2 separate regions of the Sus scrofa genome follow, and region 1 is linked to region 2. Evidence: chromatin contacts called from public Hi-C data. All regions are on one chromosome and are shown on one strand. The core of a region is the stretch at or near the end of the contact, and the rest is flanking DNA. Distances in the headings are between cores, read along the strand shown. Region 1 has its middle 21 kb from the start of ATP5G1. Region 2 holds the start of TTLL6 (tubulin polyglutamylase TTLL6).

What was found. A called contact is a pair of places that touch in the nucleus more often than the background predicts.
Region 1: a Hi-C map of retroperitoneal adipose tissue shows a contact between it and region 2, with 2.5 times the contacts expected there. The contact joins the enhancer-like site here to the promoter of TTLL6 in region 2. A contact is called at or near these places in 3 of 5 promoter capture datasets (fetal liver, fetal skeletal muscle and liver), 35 of 47 Hi-C or Micro-C datasets (adipose tissue, alveolar macrophages, blood and 18 more) and 2 of 2 datasets of contacts at active chromatin or transcription factors (alveolar macrophages and skeletal muscle).

The regions. Positions count from the first base shown.
Region 1 is chr12:25,087,380-25,091,539 of Sscrofa11.1, reverse strand. No RefSeq gene overlaps it. Among named protein-coding and RNA genes, the nearest start is that of ATP5G1, 21 kb to the left of the region's middle. Within about 2 kb of position 1,654, at least 15 of the 83 cell types and tissues checked have an H3K27ac peak or open chromatin away from gene starts, as enhancers often do. A contact at or near this core is called in adipose tissue, alveolar macrophages, omental adipose tissue and 2 more, where this site is marked.
Region 2 is chr12:25,032,235-25,036,674 of Sscrofa11.1, reverse strand. TTLL6 (tubulin polyglutamylase TTLL6) reads left to right here and starts at 3,166. Exons shown (of 15, transcript XM_013980116.2): 1 at 3,166-3,259. The coding sequence starts at 3,166.

The DNA of each region.
Region 1 (4,160 bases), core at 405-2,904, 56 kb before region 2:
GGGGTTTCTTTTCCCCTGTGACCAAGGCCACTGGTCTGTGAGAGCTTTCCTGAATGGCTAACACAGTCCTCCAGGTAGAGTCAGGAACCACTTTGTTGAGAAGGATATTAGCAAGACAGGGCTGTACAGGGAGAAAGACTGGTGTAGACATGATCAGAGATTGAATTAGGCCACAGGAAGGAAAGCTTCCATGGCTCTGGTCCCTAATGTGAATCTATTCAGGGTCTTTGGGACCATTGCTGGGTTGCCTGACACAAGAGGAAATAACACAGACAGGTGTGCAGAGGTGGAAGGTTCCTATTTGGACAAAGAAAAACTGTAGGGAGATGCAGAGCATTAATGTATATATATTTTTCTTTTTAGGGCCCAACTCACGGCATATGGAAGTTCCCAGGCTAGGGGGTCAAATTGGAGCTGCAGCTGCCGGCCTGCACCATAGACATAGCTACACGGGATCCAAGCCTTGTCTGCAACCTATGCCAAAGCTCACAACAATGCTGCTCTTTAACCCACTGAGCAGGGCCAGGGATCAGAACTGCACCCTCATGAACACTAGTTGGGTTTGTTACCATTGAGCAGAGCATTCATAATTTTTTTTTTTTTTTTTTTTTGTCTTTTTAGGGTTGCACCCGAGGCCCATGGAGGTTCCCAGGCTAGGGGTCGAATTGGAGCTACAGCTGTGACCTACGCCAGAGCCACAGCAATGCCAGATCCAAGCCGCGTCTGCAACCTGCACTTTGGCTCATGGCAACGCCGGATCCTTAACTCACTGAGTGAGGCCAGGGATCGAACCCGCAACCTCGTGGTTCCGAGTCGGATTCATTTCCGCTGCACCATGATGGGAATTCCAGAGCATTCATAATTAATCAAGCACATGGGCCCTGAAATTGGACTCCCTGAATTCCAATCCTTCTCTGTTATTCTACGATGTTGGGTAATTTACTCAACCTAAGTCTTGGTGTCCCATCTGCTGAATGGCTATATTAATGATACTTTAATCATTAACTGTTCATATAGTAATGACTAGTGGCTTCTTGTGGGAATTAAAATGACCAAGCACAAAGTGCTTAACACAATGCTTACCATACAAACATTTGATGCCCATTATTTTATTCATTTGTTTTATTCAAATTAAAAACAGATATTGTATAGCAGATGGGGGACAACAAAAACAGTTCTGTGGTTCAGGATGAATTAGACATTCAATTTTTTAAAAAATTTATTTGTGTGTCTTTTTAGGACTGAACCCACGGCATATGGAGGTTCCCAGGCTAGGGGTCAAATTGGAGCTGTAGCCACTGGCCTTACACCACAGCCACAGCAAGGCCAGATCTGAGCCTTGTCCGTGACCTACTCCACAGCTCATGACAATGCTGGATCCTTAACCCACTGAACAAGGCCAGGGATTGAACCTGCATCCTCATGGATCCTAGTCAGGTTCGGTAATCATTGAGCCACGAAGGGAACTCCCTGAATTAGACGTTTTAAAAGGGACTGAATTTTAGAATTCTATAGAAAGAATTTCCTAACAACAAAGGCCATGAATTGTAAGTTGTAAAAGTTCCTTCTCAATGTCTTTCCAAGAGTGGATTTCAACCCAGGAGCGGCCTTTTCTGGAGGCAGGGCCTGGAAATGCCCTGGTGATGGGCGGGTCTGTGTGGCTTCCTGACTCCATGACAACTGATAAACAGAGGCTCTGTTTGGCACCATCTGGGTTTACAACCAGGAGATGGAGCGCCTGCATTGCCAAGATGCCCACTTAAGCTGTTTCCTGGACCTGAGGAAATTTCTCCTGAGCCCCTACCTAAGTCTCCCTACTGATAACATTAAGAATTGCTTCTCAGAGTCCCCGTTGTGGCACAGCGGAAACAAATCCGACTTGGAACCACGAGGTTGTGGGTCCGATCTCTGGCCTCGCTCAGTGAGTTAAGGATCCGGCGTTGCCATGAGCAGTAGTGTAGGTTGCAGACGAGGCTCAGATCAGGCATGGCTGTGGCTGAGGTGCAGGCTGGCAGCTGTAGCTCCGATTGGACCCCTAGCCTGGGAACCTCCATGTGCTGCCGGTGCAGCCCTAAAAAGCACACAAAAAAAGAGTTGCTTCTCCTTGGCTGAGTGAGAGCCGAGCTGTGAAAACTCCCGGAAGGAAGAGAGGGTTAGAAAGGAAAGTAAGAGGGTTGGGTGGGGTGGCAGGGATGGGTCCCTGATAATGGGCGATGGGCCTGGATCTGGGCCTGGTGGTCACCAGGGCCTCTTTAGGAGGATTTGTCCTCACTTGAAGTGGCAGGCAAGCCTGGCTACTGACAAACAAAGCGTGTCAGCCGAGGGCATGGCAAGTGGTAAGGCAGACCTTGGCCCTGCAGTTCTTATCTTCGGGAAAGCTTCGGAGTCATTGTCACTTGCAGGGAATTTCCTGGATTGTGAACTTTATTGCAGGAGAGGACAGAATGGCTGGGTGAGAGGAAGTTGGCCTTACCCACCACACCCATCCCTCCCCCGCACCCCCCAGCAGGATTCAGTGTTACAAGGCTACACCTCAGTCCGGCGTGGCCTCCTGTGGCTGTGCAGCCCTCATGAAGTCCTCGTTCTTGGATCCCTTTTCTTTCTTCCTTTCTTCTTTTTTTTTTTTTTTTTTTTTTTTTGCTTTATAGGGCTGCACCCGTGGCATGTGGAGGTTCCCAGGCTAGGGTGTCACACAGGAGCTGCAGCTGCTGGCCTCCACCACAGCCACAGCAATGCCAGATCTGAGCCTCGTCTTTGACCTACTCCACAGCCCACGGCAATGCTGGACCCTTAACCCACTGAGCAAGGCAAGGGATCGAATCTTCATCCTCATGGATACTAGTCAGGTTCACTACTGCTGCGCCATAATGGGAACTCTGGCTCCCTCTTCTCTGAAAGAGGATGATAATAGCACTTCCCGATAGTAAATACTCAGTATGTGTTGGATTTAATGTAGCAAGTGATGACTCCCAAGGTCAGAGATTTGCACCAAGGGGCAAGAACAGAGAACAGAGTCGGTCCCAGTTCTTGGGAGCTTATTAGAGGAACAAGCCAGGCATCAATCAAAAGAAAAGCAATTGGGAGTTCCCGTTGTGGCTCAGAGGGTTAAGGATCCAGTGCTGTCCCCATGAGGATGCAGGTTCAATCCCTGGCCTCGCTCAGTGAGTTAAGCAGTTAGCATCGCTGCAAGCTGCGGTGTAGGTTGCTGATGTGGTTCCAATCCCTGTGTTCTGTGGCTGTGGTATAGCCCTCAGCTGCAGCTCTGATTTGACCCCAAGCCCAGGAACTTCATATGCCACTGGTGCAGCTGATGAAAAAAAAAAAAATTTTAAAAATAGAAAAAAAAAGAAATGCAGTTGGAAAATGCCTTTTCCAGCCAGAGGTGGGGAGCAAAACACAAATACTGGAAAGACTTTCTAGTTACTCCATGCAGCATATTTTGTCACATTTTAGCCCAGTTTTCTCTTCTCTGTTTGGAGATGCTGTTCAAATATAGGTGTGACCCCAGGACTCCCACAGGCCACCAGCAGGAAGCAGCAGTTCAGGAAGCACAGTGTGGCAAGCTGGACATTTGTTCTGAACGCATTCTGGGCCCATGGCAGATGCTGGCGGACCCCTGAAAGAGGGACCATTTCATTAGAAAAGCACAGAGGGGACCCGCGGAGACTAGACTGTGCCGGCCGAAGAGTAGGCAGGGACCATCGAATTCACCATGAAGCCACCAGCCTGTACCAGGCACCTGTGTGTTAGCAATCAGGGAAGTCCTCCAGATGGAGGGGGCTTCTCCTTGCAATTTGAGAGAGATTCTTGCCTCAGGCAAAGGCTAGAGGTTTTAAAGAGGACAAACAGCAGGGAGCAGTGAGGTGGAGAAAGCACCTCAGCCCTGGGGGGCTTGCAGAGGGACTCTTCTCAGGGCAGAGCGAAACATCCCAGGGAGCAGATGTTGTGGGATGGACTAGCCTCTGACAACAGATGTGAAATGTTGACCTGGGGAAAATGGCCTGATGTTTGTCCAGGCCCAACCAGTGCAGCAGCTTCCGTGGAAAGAGGTGCAGGAAGACGCCCCGGGTCGGGAGCTCCCTGTGCCCCCACCGCAGGCTTGCACTGAAGGAACAGCACCAAGGCCCAGAATTCAGTCTCCCTACTGGGGATGGATTCTC
Region 2 (4,440 bases), core at 1,917-4,416:
CTTTTGTTCAGGGGAGCAAAAGCAGGACTCTCTCTTTTTTCACTAACTGCTTAAAGAAAGGGTCTCAAACTGAGAAACAGAGTGTGTATCAACTGTAGAGCAAATAAGCTTCTGAGGGTTTTGTTATTTTCTTACTATCTACTTATTTATTCAGGTGGGTGCCTTAGGAACAAAAAGACGGTGGAAAAAAACTGTTTCAGACCTGTGTTTTTTCACACGCTCTAGTCTCTGTTTGGAGCTCAGAGGAGGAGACATAGTTTACATGTTTTGATGACCAGAAGGATCCTCCAACACACAGCTTCCACCTTCACACCCAGGCTCAGACAACCCCTCCAGTGTCTGCCCTGTGGGTTTTTCTGTTTCTGGTTTGTCTGCTACAAATCGCTGATGCTCTCTGATCTCTGAGCTGTCATTCCCTGGCCCCGGAGGGGATGCCTGATGGGGTCGAAGCCTGCTTTGCTCTCCAGTGGGGGCAGCTCTACTGTGCACCCGGTGTTTGTTCCTGTCATCACCCCTGAAAGGACAGCAGTGCCAGGCTCTGGCCTATTAGCTCCCGCTGCAGCCAACCCTCTCATAAATAACCCGTTGTCAGGGATTTTAATGGAAACCCTCTGGAAGCTGTAAATCTTTGCCGCTCCCTCCTGCATCGTCTCCCTCATTTCCATTACAATATCACTCCAGAGGGACCTGAGACCAAAGCGTGAGCTTGGCAGAGCAGATTGGTAGGACACTGGGGAAAGACAGAGGCGGGATGGGGGAGGGGACCGGAGCTGGGACAGTTGGTCTGAGGGAAGCATCTGCTGGGTGGCCAGTTGATGATGGTCACCTGGGCCCCCAAGGCCCTGAATGGGGGAGGGGCAAGATGGCCTAGGGCCACCTGGAAGGAAGAGGGTAGAGGGAAGAGGGCAGGATGGCGGAGAGGTTTCTGGAAGAGCAGCAGATGGGCTGCTAGTTCCACTTCGGGCCCTCCAGTGTGAATTTAAGCAGCATGTAGCAGGCTTTCAGTGACAGCTTGGGGTTAAGCCATGCCTTTGCCTCTTGCCTCCTGCCTGGGCAGCTCAGCAGGTAAAGCAGCAATGCCCTGGGTTGAGAGGAAAAAGGTTCCTCTACCAGTTCGTATCTGAAAGGTAACAAAGTTTCTATGCCTTTGGGAGCACTCAGTAGTAACTCCCCCCATAGCTAGGGATTAAGGTTTGTACATCAGTTTAATAAGGGGGGTGGTGAGGGCTGCAAAGGATGGAAGGCTCTGATGAGACTTGTTCACACAATTTTTTTTTTGGAATGTCCATGCATCCAAGGATGGTGCCTCCCTGACTGGAGATCTCCCTGTAAAGTCGGGGGTGGTGGGGAGGGTGGAGGCTTGCAGGACTGTGACTGCTGATTCTTGTTACCTCTGCTTTATTTGGATAAGGGACGTTCTGATAAGATTTCTTTCTGCATCTGCCGTAGCTCAAATGTTTTCACTTTAAAGTAAAAAACGGAGTTCCCGTCGTGGCGCAGTGGTTAACGAATCCGACTAGGAACCATGAGGTTGCAGGTTCGATCCCTGGCCTTGCTCAGTGGGTTAAGGATCCGGCGTTGCTGTGAGCTGTGGTGTAGGTTGCAGACGCGGCTCGGATCCCGTGTTGCTGTGGCTCTGGCGTAGGCCGGCAGCTACAGCTCCGATTAGACCCCTAGCCTGGGAACCTCCATATGCCGCGGGAGCGGCTCAAGAAATGGCAAAACAGAAAAAAAAAAAAAAAAGTAAAAAACCTCACAGAACACTGTAAACCAACTATAATGGAAAAATTAAAAAAGTAGAAAAAATAGAAATAAAAAATAAACAAAATAGAAAAAAAAAGTTAAAAACTACCCTAAATGGTTTTTTTTGGGGGGGGGGGTCCCTTCCCCTGTCATTTTCTTAATATCCAAACAGAGCATGGCATGAGGTCCTAAGCATATTCACTGGACACAATATTGCCAATGAATTTTCTAAAAGCTTACATGCTCTAAGAAACATTCCTGGACTAACGCCAACAAGCTTCACATCGGAGATGTGGATTTTGCCTCTTTGCTTAGTCCTTCCAACTACAGTCCTTCTCTTTCTGAGAAGGCCCTGTTTCTGCTCCTTATATGTCTCCCCTCAGCTGGAAAAGAGCTATCTATCCTCTGTTGAGAGTAATGGTACAAGTCTTACATAAATCTTGGAACTAACAATCTTTTTTTCACCCACATTTTAGTGTCATCAAGTTAAGCACCTGGAAAGCTTTCGAGAATGAAGAGGGATGGACATAGGCAACCAGAATCCTTGGCTCAATCCATAAGGGAGTGTCTCAAAATCACTTCAAATCGACCCTGTGTTCGATCTTTCACCAATCCTGAATTAACCCAGGCAGAAACAGCTCTACTGGCTTTCAGGCCTTTGCAGGCAGGGCTCTGGGCTTAGACAGGTGGAAACAGAATGAAACCGTAATTGTCTGAAGCCAGTCAGACTCCTATTCTCCACCTGTTTGAGGACAGACAAGGTGTGAGAAGTCAAGACCCCGGAGCCCTAGGTGGCGCTCTCTTATTGGCCAGTGCAGTGGAGGGGCCAGGATCCCCCACACTCTGTGAAGATGTCACCTGAGCAGTTTATCATAGGTTTGTGATACCCACTCTACTGCTAAAGAAGCTAGCTGTCCGAGGTTTATGCAGACAACCTGAGATCTCTCCGCTTGGCGCCTCCTGCTACGGGTTTTGGATATTTACCCTCCGCAGAGAGAGGAAGAGCAGGGAGCTTTTTGAGCTCAGCGTGGCATAAGCCGCAGGAGCTCCGGAGCCAGACCTTCGGATCCGCGACGGCCCAGATGTCCCGCCGCGCCTGCGCACGGCCGCCCGACGGTGCGGGCCGGGATGGACGCGGACCCGGGGCGGGGCGGGGCGAGGCGGGCCGAGGAGGGCGGGGACCTGCTGAAAGCGAGCAGCAGTCGGATCTCGTGCGCCAGGCGGTGCGGCGTCCACCGCGTCTCCCGGGACGACCTCGGGCGCTTCCCTCTCCCAGCGGTTAATTGGATTCGGGAGGGGGGAGTGTCAGTCTACCGCAGGGGCCAATCGAAGGTCTGGAAAGCCCTATATGCAAATAAGAGGGCCGGGCGGACCCCAAGTTAGGAGGGGCGCGGGTTGGGGTTAGAGGTTGTTTGGCAGCCAATGGGAGGGTGTCTCCTTAATCCTTCGAGGAGGGGACCCGCAAGTGTGGTTGCCAGCGGTACGGGCGGCAGAGCAGGGGCGAGAGGAATCGCTGGTAAGAGCGCCCCAGAGCCCGGTGCCAGTCCCAGACTGCGGCCCCCTAGTGCCTCCCCATTGAAAACCAGGTTCTACATGCCCCCCGTGTCCCCCACGGTGACCAGTTCCCCAGGTTTACCCCCTCTGCCTTCCCTGGTGTTCTAGGACAAAAGCCACCCGCACTGCCCTTGTTCCCCCTCGGCTCTGTAGCCCATCTTTTCTCAGCAGGTCTTGGTGTCTCTCACCTTCTTACCCGCCTCGTACTCAATTTACTGCTGAAATACCCTCGCTCCCTATTCTCATCCTCAAGACCCCAACGCCAGGACCTTTCTCACACACAGTCCCTTCTTTTCCCAACTCCTTACACCGTTCTGTCCTGGCTTTTCTCCCGAACCTGGGTCGCCCGTAGAGTGCACCCTCACTTCCTGGCCTTCCTCAGTTTCCCGTACCCGGTGTCTCCAGGGAGCTGTCCCTTAGGTACCAGAGATCCCTGGGAATCACACGACTCTCTCGGCCTCCTCCTCCCCTATCGTGGGATCCTTCTCTTGATCACCTTTCTTCCCGGTCTGGAGACGCCTTACAGAAAGACACTTCTGCTTTTCTTGGCAGCACAGCCCTCTGCAAATAACCTACCCCCAGCCTCTTTTTCTTTCACTTCCAGGTGTTATTTCTCACCTTCCTAAAGGAAAGCTCTTCTAGGCCTGAGGAAAGTTCTTTGGGGTTTGAACTCTAGGCAAAATGTAACTTACACGTGGGGATGAGGTGGGAAGGGAGCTGGTATTTATTAAGCACTGGTATGTGCCAGGCCCTTAGATAAGTTATTTACTGTGTGCATCAATGCCACCGTCGTATTTTCATTTTACAGTCTTTTGAACCAAACACTGCTATAGGAGCATTGGAAATAGTAACTCATTTAATCTTTCAAACTGCTCCATGAGATGAATATTATTATCTTCAAAGATGCAAAGCTGAAAGCAAGATCCAGAGGTCTTACCTCCACATCTTTCTTGCCCCCCCCCATCCACTTTGACCTTTTCCAAGAGCTAATCAGTGTGGGAAGCCTTCACAGGATGCAGGGGAATGAGGGTCAAAAGATGAAAAGGGAAAAGGAGTGCAGGAGAACCTATTATTTGGGGGGAAAGAAGGACGTCACAGGTAGGAGAACTCTTCAGGGCCCTATGAATTCCTACAGGCTGAAAA